2 separate regions of the Callithrix jacchus genome follow, and region 2 is linked to region 1. Evidence: chromatin contacts called from public Hi-C data. All regions are on one chromosome and are shown on one strand. Each heading gives the region's core, a stretch centred on a gene start, on an enhancer-like site or on the middle of the called end of the contact. The rest is flanking DNA. Distances are from core to core; before and after follow the strand shown.

Region 1 (4,589 bases), core at 1,477-3,976:
GTATTCTGGCTTCAGTTTCTCCTGAGGCAGACAGAACCCAGCTGTCACCACTCTCAGATACAAGCTCCCTGCACAGCGGTGGCCTCCACAGGGCTGTGTATGGCCCTGGCTGGCCACAGGCAAGCAATGATCTTCCCAACAACTGGAACTGGCTTCAGTTGGACATATCAGCATTTATTAGATTCCAAGTGGGTGGCTGGAGGCTTTCTGAGGTGATGGGAAGGCAGAAAGGAATGCTATACTGTCCCTGAATCTGTCCCCACTGACCTCCCAACCACCCTCCTCTGGGTCAGCCCCAGGAGCACCTGAGTACCTGGCAAGCTCTGGATCCAGACACAAGCAGAATCAAGGACGCAAAGAACTAAAGGAGCTCAGGGAAAGAAGTCTAAAATTCCTCCTAGTCGGGTGGCAGAAGAATACAATGGATATTGAGTAGTTTCTGGAGAGATGAGATTTTGAGAGGCTGAGTAGAAGGAGGCAGAGGAACAAAGGCCCTCTGACTGCCCCTGAGCTGCCTGTTAGGAAAACGCACTCATCCCTGTGCCTGTCAAGAAGCACTAGGAAGAGAATAGGCCGGAATTCCATAGAGGAGAGTGCTCTTACATCCCCATCGTGTGCCTCTGTACCACATAGTGTGAGTCTGCCTATTCCCTGAACAGGCAGACGGCATGAACCAGCGGGGTGAGATGGCCCGTGGCGGAGGTCAGGGGTCACATGTAAAGGGAATTCTGAACGCATGACTTCATTGTCTAAGAACTGAATTTCTAGCTTGGACTTCCTATGACTGGTGGGGACCGATTTCGACTTTTTATTTGTTACATTTTAATGATACAACGGTCACTCTGCTACAGTACAGGGAACCCCCAGAGGATCAATAGCAATGAGGAGTTCAAATTGTGAACAGGACCGGAGTAGATGGAAATACAAGAAGCCTGGCTCCTGGCCCAGATCAGGGAGGGACTCACAAAGTCAGGACTGTAGCAGACTCTGGCCAGCTGATTGGAGACGTCCATAGCCTGGTTCTCCAAAATGTCCACACGAATCTTCTCCTCTTCTGTCTCCCCACCTGCCACCCACAAAACACAGACTCACTCTCAGCATCGCACCCCAGACAAGCCCAGGAGGAGGCCGCCGTCCCCCCACACCCTGCAGCCTCCTGCACTCACACAGGTTGTGTTTGCGGGCAATGTAGCGCAGGATGGCGTTGCTCTGGGTGATCTTGTGAGCCCCATCAATCAAGTAAGGCAGCTGGATGGAGGGGAAACCAGGGAAGCTCAGTTGGGCCAGCAGCCTCCCCAGCATCCCCTTCCCATAAGCAAGGGCACACAGGAGACCGGGCACTCACTGTGCCTGCTCATGACAGGCCGAAATAGGAATACTGTCATATGGACGAATGAGCTGGGACACGGAACAGCATGGAAGCGTTGTGCAGACAGCCAGGAATGAGAGGAACTGGGCAGGAGACTCCTGACCCTAACACCTCTAAGCTGGGGAGAGGAGATGCAGTCAGAGACACGCTGCACTTTGCCCCAAAACCGCCCCTTCCCCTGCACCTACATTGGGAAAGTCCAGGCCCAACTTGAATTTTTCCTTCAGCCACTGGCTTCTGTCATAGTCAGGAGCTGCGGTGGGAAGAGGAAGTGAAAACAAACCTCCCGGGAGCCCAGCCCACCTTCCCCAGGGCCCTCCCAAGGAGCCAGTGGCAAGACCCCTGAGACTGGTGGATCTAGAATCTGACCACTCAGTCCCACGTCCCAGGGTTCAGGGAGAAAGAATCCCGGTGAGGGCTCTGGACCCCACACGACTAAGGCTTCCAGGCTTTAGCCAAGCCCTGAAGGACACCCACCCCAGTTACCCAGACCGGGGGCCCAGCTTCCTGCCCCAGCATCCCACCCTAGCATTCTGCCTTGCAAAGCCAGAGGTCTCCCTCACCGGGGCTCAGGGAAGGGACAGGTTGCAGCTCCAGCAGGCGAGGCCTGCAGGGGCAGCCACAGGTGGCCACCGTGGGTTGCTTGGTGACAACTCAGCGTGAGTGTACAGGGCCAGGGCAAGAGGGTGCCATTACCGTCCCCCATCGTGTATTTCTTTTCCTCGTAGCTTGAGTCTGTGTATTCCAGGAGCAGGCGGATGGCGTGGGCCAGCTGGGAGAGATGGCCCGTGGCTCGGGTCAGAGATGGAAGGTCCCTGATTTGATGACTTTCCCTGCACCGGGGGAGCCCCCAGTCTGCACTGCACGCACCCGTTGCCCTCTCCTTCTCCTCCTCGTCCCCCCTCCCACGCCACCAACGTCCCTCCCCCGCCAGGAATGCACAGGCCCTCCTGTGAGGGACAGCCCTGAAGAGGAACTGTCCCTAGAGCCTGTTCCCAGCCGCTGGACACTTCCCCAGCCACAAGCCCCGGTCCCACCATCCAGCGGACCTTCACTGACCCCGCGGATGTCCCAGTACCCCAGTGTCATGGGCATGCTGCTGGTTGCTGCGGATTCTGCAGACAGGCCTCAGGTGGGCTGAACTGCGACCTACTCCGGGGGTTCCTGCGCGTGCAGGGGCACGGCCTAGCGCCAGACCCGCCCCTCGGTCCCGCGGCTCCCGCCGATATTCAAGGTCGTCACTTCCAACGGGCTCCAGAGATCTGCAGGCGCGGGAGGCCAGCAGCAGGTAGCTGGATCCTCCTGGCGGGAAGGGGTAAGAGCCACCGCCACCTCAGAAGGTTCCGGGAGCGAGGTCAGGAAGCCCCAGGCGGGGTCGGCCTCGCCAGCTTCCGTAGCCCCGCCCCGGGGGCTCCTCGCCCCGCCCACACGCCCGCGCACGCGCCCCGGTCAGCCTTCTGCTCAGTATCCAGGGACTTGGCTGTGCCCTTTAGAGTCAAGCTAGATCCTAGGAGCAAAGTTCTTCCCCCTTTACTTCTTCTCCTGACGTCGCCCAGCCTTCCGCCTGTCGGCTGCCGAGTTCCCCACAAGCTCTGGGAGACTGAGGCTGCCAGGGTCAGGCCAAAGACAAGTCTCAGAGAATTTAATTCAGCCCTTCTGGGCCTACTAAGTCTTAGAAGTCTGATGGAGTGCTCTCTCTCTGTTGAGTTGGGGAGGGTGGATGGAGGCTGTGTCATCGACGATGGCAGAGCTCAGATTCTGTTGCAGATGCTCCCGACCCTTTCGCACTGGGCCAGTTCCCCAGCTCTGAGCCTGGGTCCAGGCTCAGGAAGTGGACTCTGTGTCAATGTAGGTTTGCCCACGGCAAGGCGATAGCACCATGAATACACACAAGTGCTTGGACTTCTGAATAGTTATACTTCTCATTATACATTAAGACATTAATGTATAATAATTATTTATTCATTATTGTTAATTATGAATATGCATGAATTATGTGCCTTAATATACATTAATGTATGTACTTTGGCCACCTATTAGAAGTCAGGTGGGTACTACAGGGGAGAGATTTTGAAAATATGGGACACATCAGTGTTTTTGCACACCCAGAGGCAGTGGAGTGGGAGAGGGATTGAGTGCAGGAGAGAAAAGCAGTGTCTGCAGCCACAGGGACTCTGGAGCCAGGAAGACGGGGCCCAGGGCCCAGGTGACTTCTTTAGAAGGAGAACAGCTCTTCAGAAGGCGGGAAGGACTGGACCAACAGGCTCTTCAAAGCGGGGGCCACAGTGGGCTCGAGGATCACACCGGCAGCGGGGAGTGGATCTGTGGATGGGGATCCGGAGCAATGGGGATGAGGGAGGCGGAAGTGGTGCCCTGGGGTGGAATGTACAGCTGTTGTTGTCAGGTGGTTTTCTGCGTGTCTGTGAGATCTAACTGGTTCACTATGTATTTCCTCACTTACCTTCTGTCTCAGCCTTTCCACAATTGAAAGAAGCATTTGAAAGCCACCCATTGTTGATGTAGAACTATCTATTTCTCCCTTCAATTCTGTCCAATTTTGCTGCATATATCTTGTTTTATTCCTACTATAGGAATTGCATCCTGTATGACAGAGAAATCAGTTATGCTTCCTGGGAAGTCTACCAGATTATCTGTGCCTTCCTCATTTTAGAAGTGTCTGGATATCTTTTTAAAGAAAACATGATTTCTTGGTGGGATGGTAGTTTTAAATATCTGGCAATCTCTAAAAAGTCATTGGAATCACAGGTAAGTCACGGTGCAGTGGACAGAATGAGCCTGATGTCATGTGAGAAACAGCATTTTATCTGAGCACTGATCACACTGATGTTAAGTATCATTTACTGCAATAGGAAGGAGTCACTTTTGTGTTCCTCAAGATGGACAGATTCCTTGAGTGGAATTAAATAGTTTCTGCAAAGCAGGCTCAGATGTCTCTGAAGAAAGCAAACAACCGTGGGAGCCATGATAGCCCCAATATTAGTCCTGAGTGATTGACCTTGTAATGGCCTCAGCAGAAGCAATTTGTTGGCATGAAGTCAGAGGGCAATTGTTGAGACTGAAGGTTGGATTAATGATATGAGTGAAGCATAATTACCATAAGGAGCCAGTTAAAGGGAGGTTGCCTTGTAAAGTTTTTCAAAGGACAGCTATGAAATTTTTGTCAGCCGGGTTCTTAGATTCAGAGTGGCAGCAATGATCT
Region 2 (5,332 bases), core at 2,170-4,669, 280 kb before region 1:
GTGTCAGGAAAAGTTGTCCTCTTGAGGAACTGACATGCATTCTTTCCCATGCCTGTTAAGGAAACTCTGCGATTCCTCTTATCCTCTAGCTGCTAAGAGTTTAAAGTTGCATGTGGTGATCAACCTCATCAACTAACTTAGCTCTGAGGTTAACAATTTTTTTCATTCTTTCTATGGTTTTTACTTCCTTTTATATAAAATAAGTATCCTGTGTTATAAGCCACTTCAAATGTCCACTGAAGAATATAAATATGCGAACAGACTTTTAAAAAATTACGCTTGCTATCTTAACTCCCCAGCATGCCTCTATCTCCGCCTGTTCCAGAAAAGTAGGCACTTATTTGGCAGATGAGGAGATGAATGTACAAAAGCTAATTAATTTGCTCAACTATAAAGTCAACCCTTTAGTTGACTTCTGGACGCCCACACATCTCAAATCTTCAGTCAAACCAACAAGCCCCATTTTGTTCAGGAGCAGTGTGATAGACGCCATGGCACCCGCAACTGAGTAAGTCATGTGTATTGCTGGAGGATCTAGATACTTATGCTTTTAATTGATGGACATCCACTCCTACCTCAAACAAAACAAACAACAGGAATAAAACCTGGCCAGAAAGCGACACTGGGATCTGATCTAATTGAGGACCAACAAGGTCACCCTGAAGTAACCCATATCCTCTGGCATCAAGAACATCCTCTATTCCTCAGGGGCCTCAGAGGTTCAGAACGATCCAAGGATTACTGGTCTAGAGCCAGGGTAGAATTCCCACAGGTGAAGGACTGCACCGCTTGAAGAGGTCTTGTTGTCACAGCATTAATACCACATCAAGTTACTTTTTTCCCCTCTTACTTTACCCATGCTTTCTCACGTTATCAACACATGGCAGAAGTACAAAAGTGACAAGTCATAATGTTCAATTCAGCAGAAGTTTTGAAAAACAGATGGCCTAGGACTTGCTACATGACCTTGACTAGTCTTCAACTGATCCATTAACTAAATAAATGCCTTTTATCATCACTAGGGGAAGGGTAATTAGTCATCATAAAGAACTTTATTACAAAGTCCTACGTAAATGCTAAACAATAAAACTCAGAAGAGAAAGATTAATAAGAAACACAGTGGGACACATTTACCGGCAAATGGAATCTTAAAACAGGGTCTTCCCACATTCCTGGCAGGGCCTGCTTCTTTTAGCTAATGGAATATAAGTCTAAAATCATTAGCACTTGGCCTGACAATAGCGCACATTAGCAATATTCCTCCTGGGAAGAAGAGAGGAAAAGGGATAGTTATTCCTGGTAGATAGCCATATGGACATCTCAGTTACTAGTTAGCCAGGTGGGCAATTAATATTTGAGTACCTACTATATGCTGGGTACAGAGCTAGGCACACTGGATACAAAGGTGAACAAGAATCTCCGCCTTAATGAGTTTAACAATCTACAATATAGACTTTGTCTTATCAACAGTGGTACTTTCAAGAATACAGATTTACTAACATAAAGGCAAATAAGAGCAAAGATGCCAGAGTCTGGAAAATTCGGGAACTGGGGCTTTCCCATTCTTTCCTCTAACTCCTCTGAGGTCCTACCCTCAATCATTTTGCTTATAAGGACCGTGACTGTTTCTCCAAAGAATAGTGTAGACTGCAAAAGTTCACTCTACCAACTGAACTGACAGCACTAAAGTTAGTCAGATTTCTCAGAGTCGAGGGATCTTCCACAATCTTTTAAAGGAATTAATAAATTCTTAATTTTGTGAGAAAAAAGAGCTAAAGCATACAATGGCGACTTGTCTTTTTAAATCTTGCATTTGATTTCTGGAGTTGCAGGTTAATTCCCTTAAAAAAAAAAAAAAAGCCATCTCTCCTGCTTAAGACGGCTTAACTAGTTGAAGCCTCAAGGACTTAACTATTCCTGCAACCCTTGCTTTGTTCAGCCCTGCATCCCATTAAACGCTGCAGGCAGAGGCGGCTTTAAGACTCCGTCTTTATACAGAAGGGAGACATTTATCTGGGTTCTCATTGGCTTCAGGAAGGTCACCTCTTTATAAAGGTTCTCTTCTACTGCTAACTGGGTGCCAGGTGTATGGAAAATCAAGACATGGTTGGCAGTAAATGATCAGAAAGCAGTAAGGATCCCAATTCCACCACTCAGAGCTAGTTAGACTACAATCTCCAAAGGTTGCCATTTATGAGAGAGTTTGAAGGGTGTCCTTTGAGCTCAACCCACTGCACAATAGATCAAACTTGTTCTGCCTCAAAAGTACAGTCAAGAATGAGCAATCGTTCCTTACCACCCACCACTCCAACCCACCCAAGTTCCCTTCTCCAGGGATGCCTAAGTGATCTATTCACATGACTAGGATCCACCTGTATCCATGACAGTGTCTCCTGTCACCAACCTCCAAATGTCAATTTCTTACATATTTCGAAGTAACGGGAGGCTGTAGAAAGTGAAAATCATAGATTTTCACTTTCCTTTTACCCTCGTTGCTTTCACCTGTATATTAGAGCTAGCTTCACGCATTCTTTTCTCTTGGCTCCCAGCTATCACGCAGTTGTTGGATAAACCGGCCACTGCTCCCAAAGATTTGACGGAAATTCTGCCCGATTTACCCACTCACCTGAAGTGAGATTTTCTGAGCACCCCATGTCCCTGGGCTGGTCACAAGGGTCAGCTGAGTTGGTTCACCCCCTCCCACTCTTGACTTCGAGGCCCTTCATCCAGGAAAAGTCAGCCACAAATTTAAGGCCTGGCCCTGTCGGGTTTCAAAACGATCCCAGAGGACTTGGGCCGAGGGACAAAGGAAAGCGAGGTCAGGGGCGGCCTTTTCAGCCCGGGATATGCCTGGGGCCGCACGGCCGCCACCCCCTACATCACCTCCGCCGCCTCCAGTCACCCCAACCCCAGCCTCAGAGGTCCCGAACTAGCCAGAGCCTGGGGTTTGCTCGCGTCCCTTCCGCGAGGCCGGAGCCGGAGCCCCCGCCGCCACCCAGAGCCCCCGCACCTTCTTGGGCGCCTTGGTGACGGTGGCCATGAAGGAGTACTTCTCGGCGTCCTCGATCTCCTTGGCCTGCTTCAGCTCCTCCCCGACCCCGGGCAGCGGCATCGCGTCAGGCATCGACATCCCCCGGCCGGCCCGGCCCGCGGCTGACCCGCCGCCCCCGCCTCTTTCCCCCTCCGGCGTCCGCCCGCCTGCCCGCGCGGCACCCTCCAACACGCGATCGCCCACCCTCCCGCCGGGCCCTGCGTCGAGCTGCGTCGGCTTCTGAGGTGCTGTGGTCCGCGCCTCGTCTGCTTGGCCGCCCAAGGCAGCCGGACAGCGATCGCGGCCACCAGAGAACCAGAAGCAGCAGCTCCGAGCTCCGACCTGCCCGCGCCGCCACCTCCGCTGCACGCAAACACGCACGCAAAGCGAGGGTAGAGGGCGGTGACGCCACGTCAAGTACTGGCAGCTCCCGGGAGAGGGAAGAGGCGGGGAGACACGGCACTCTGTCGTGACGTCACCACGCTGGGCTGGAGCACAGAAGCCGCTCCTTCTCGCCCGCTTGAGAGCGAAGTTCTCAGGGTGAGCGGGACCCTTTGTGCCACCAGGTGGCGCCATCAGCCCTGGGAGCAGCGCGTCGTTCATGCAAGGATGTTGCAGAACGGAGGGGTCTTTGGGCTGCGGGGCTCCTGGCGAAGCCTCAGAGGGGCATAAAATGGGTGTTTGAGAGCAAAGACCAGAGCCCCACACGACACATCCTACAGCCATTCCTAGGAAAAGTCTGGGGCTTGAGGCATTCCACTCACTCATTGATCCAGCCCCAGGTCCTTTGGATTAAAACTCCTTCCCAAGAGGCCTGCCTCTTGGACTTTATAGGGGGCAAAACTGACTCAGAATAGTCTGGTTCCTGCACAACGCTTTGTGACTTTCTCCAACACCATCTCCTCCTGGGCCTTGCCTGTTTACAAAACCCTCAGGCTGCAGAGCTGATTTTAAGCCGTCATTGGGATAGGGCTGATGGATATGAGGGTGGAGCCCAGGAGGGCTGATGGAGAAGTCCCCAGCCAGAATGGCTTTCCGGTCCTTGCTCCACCAAAACATTAGACTCTTCCAGCTCTCCGTGGGCATCCAGGACATTCATGGACCGTTCACACCCTTTTACTGGGCCCACTATGTGCAGTCCCTGTGCTAAGGCCCAGATGGCAAAAGGGCATGTGACACATTTTATGTTTTGCAAGGCTTAGTTCAGCTGGAGAGGCAAAGCCTGCCTGTAACCTAATGTCAGCTGAGGTAGCTTGTCCTCTGAGATTCAAATGGCATTGGCTCCAATTACCATGTCCTGTGGAAAGTCCAGTGCCCTCCCCGGGATTTCTGTGAATTACTGGGAGGACTTACATTTTCACGGTCACCTCTGGCTCTAGTTTTTTGCCTCGTCTGGCATTTTATTCACTATTCTGGTCTTGTGACTGTTTCTGTAGCTCCTGGGGTCAATTCAGCCCCTTCTCCTTTCAACCCCCACCCCGTTTTAAAGCAACTACAAAAATAAGGTTGTAACATGTAGTAAAACGTTTAATAAAGGTTTGTGGGTCGCAGGGGAGAGATTACATCACATAGCAAATGATTTAAGATCACATTTCTGAAATGTTCTGAAAAGTTATTTTGCCTGTCTCACCACTGGGGATTTCTCAATGGCCACAAGACCCCATCACACTCCCTAGCCCATTGCCATCTAATCTAGCTTCCTCCTGTTCCTTCCTTCCCATCCCTGCACCTTGCCCTTCCTTCCTTTATGGACTCTGGGAAACCAGATTCTCCTTTGCTGTGCTGAGCAACTCCGGTCTTCCCAGTGCCCTTTCCCTAAATTTCTCCCGAGGACCACCTTTTAACACCCAAAAACCTCCCAGGTTTTTAACAGGGTCCACCCTTTCAAGAAGGAAGTTGCGGTTTGAAATGACATTTTCCCCACTGATTTGTGTTCAGGGCTGGGGAAAGTGTGAAATACTCACCTCTAGGGCCTTAAAAGTCTTAGTCAGGGTAGCCCGTGTTCCAGCCACCTAGCCTCATGAGACTGTTTGAAGAGGTCTGTAGAAGCACCTGGAAGAATACACCCTTTGCAGATCCTGGTCTTGAACTGTTAGAATTCTTTCGTCTGCTTACTTTTTTGAGCACTCAGACTTCCCTGTCAGGGGCATCACTGTAGCAGAAGGGGAAGGGAGACGGAGACCAGAATACCAGGCTCATCCATGATAGTGCCAGACTGGCATCTTTCAGCTGGGGGTCAAAAGCCACACCTGGTGCACTAAGGACTCTCTGGACATAAGGCTCATAGGGGCTTTCATCCTG

What was found. A called contact is a pair of places that touch in the nucleus more often than the background predicts.
Region 2: a Hi-C map of skeletal muscle shows a contact between it and region 1, with 2.7 times the contacts expected there. The contact joins the promoter of AHCYL1 here to the promoter of LOC100407094 in region 1. A contact is called at or near these places in 2 of 3 Hi-C or Micro-C datasets (both in skeletal muscle).

The regions. Positions count from the first base shown.
Region 1 is chr7:147,548,936-147,553,524 of calJac240_pri, reverse strand. LOC100407094 (glutathione S-transferase Mu 1) reads right to left here and starts at 2,726. Exons shown (of 9, transcript XM_078332722.1): 1 at 2,419-2,726; 2 at 2,066-2,141; 3 at 1,558-1,622; 4 at 1,167-1,248; 5 at 966-1,066; 6 at 1-21. The coding sequence starts at 2,075.
Region 2 is chr7:147,831,131-147,836,462 of calJac240_pri, reverse strand. AHCYL1 (adenosylhomocysteinase like 1) reads right to left here and starts at 3,419. Exons shown (of 17, transcript XM_009001852.4): 1 at 2,627-3,419.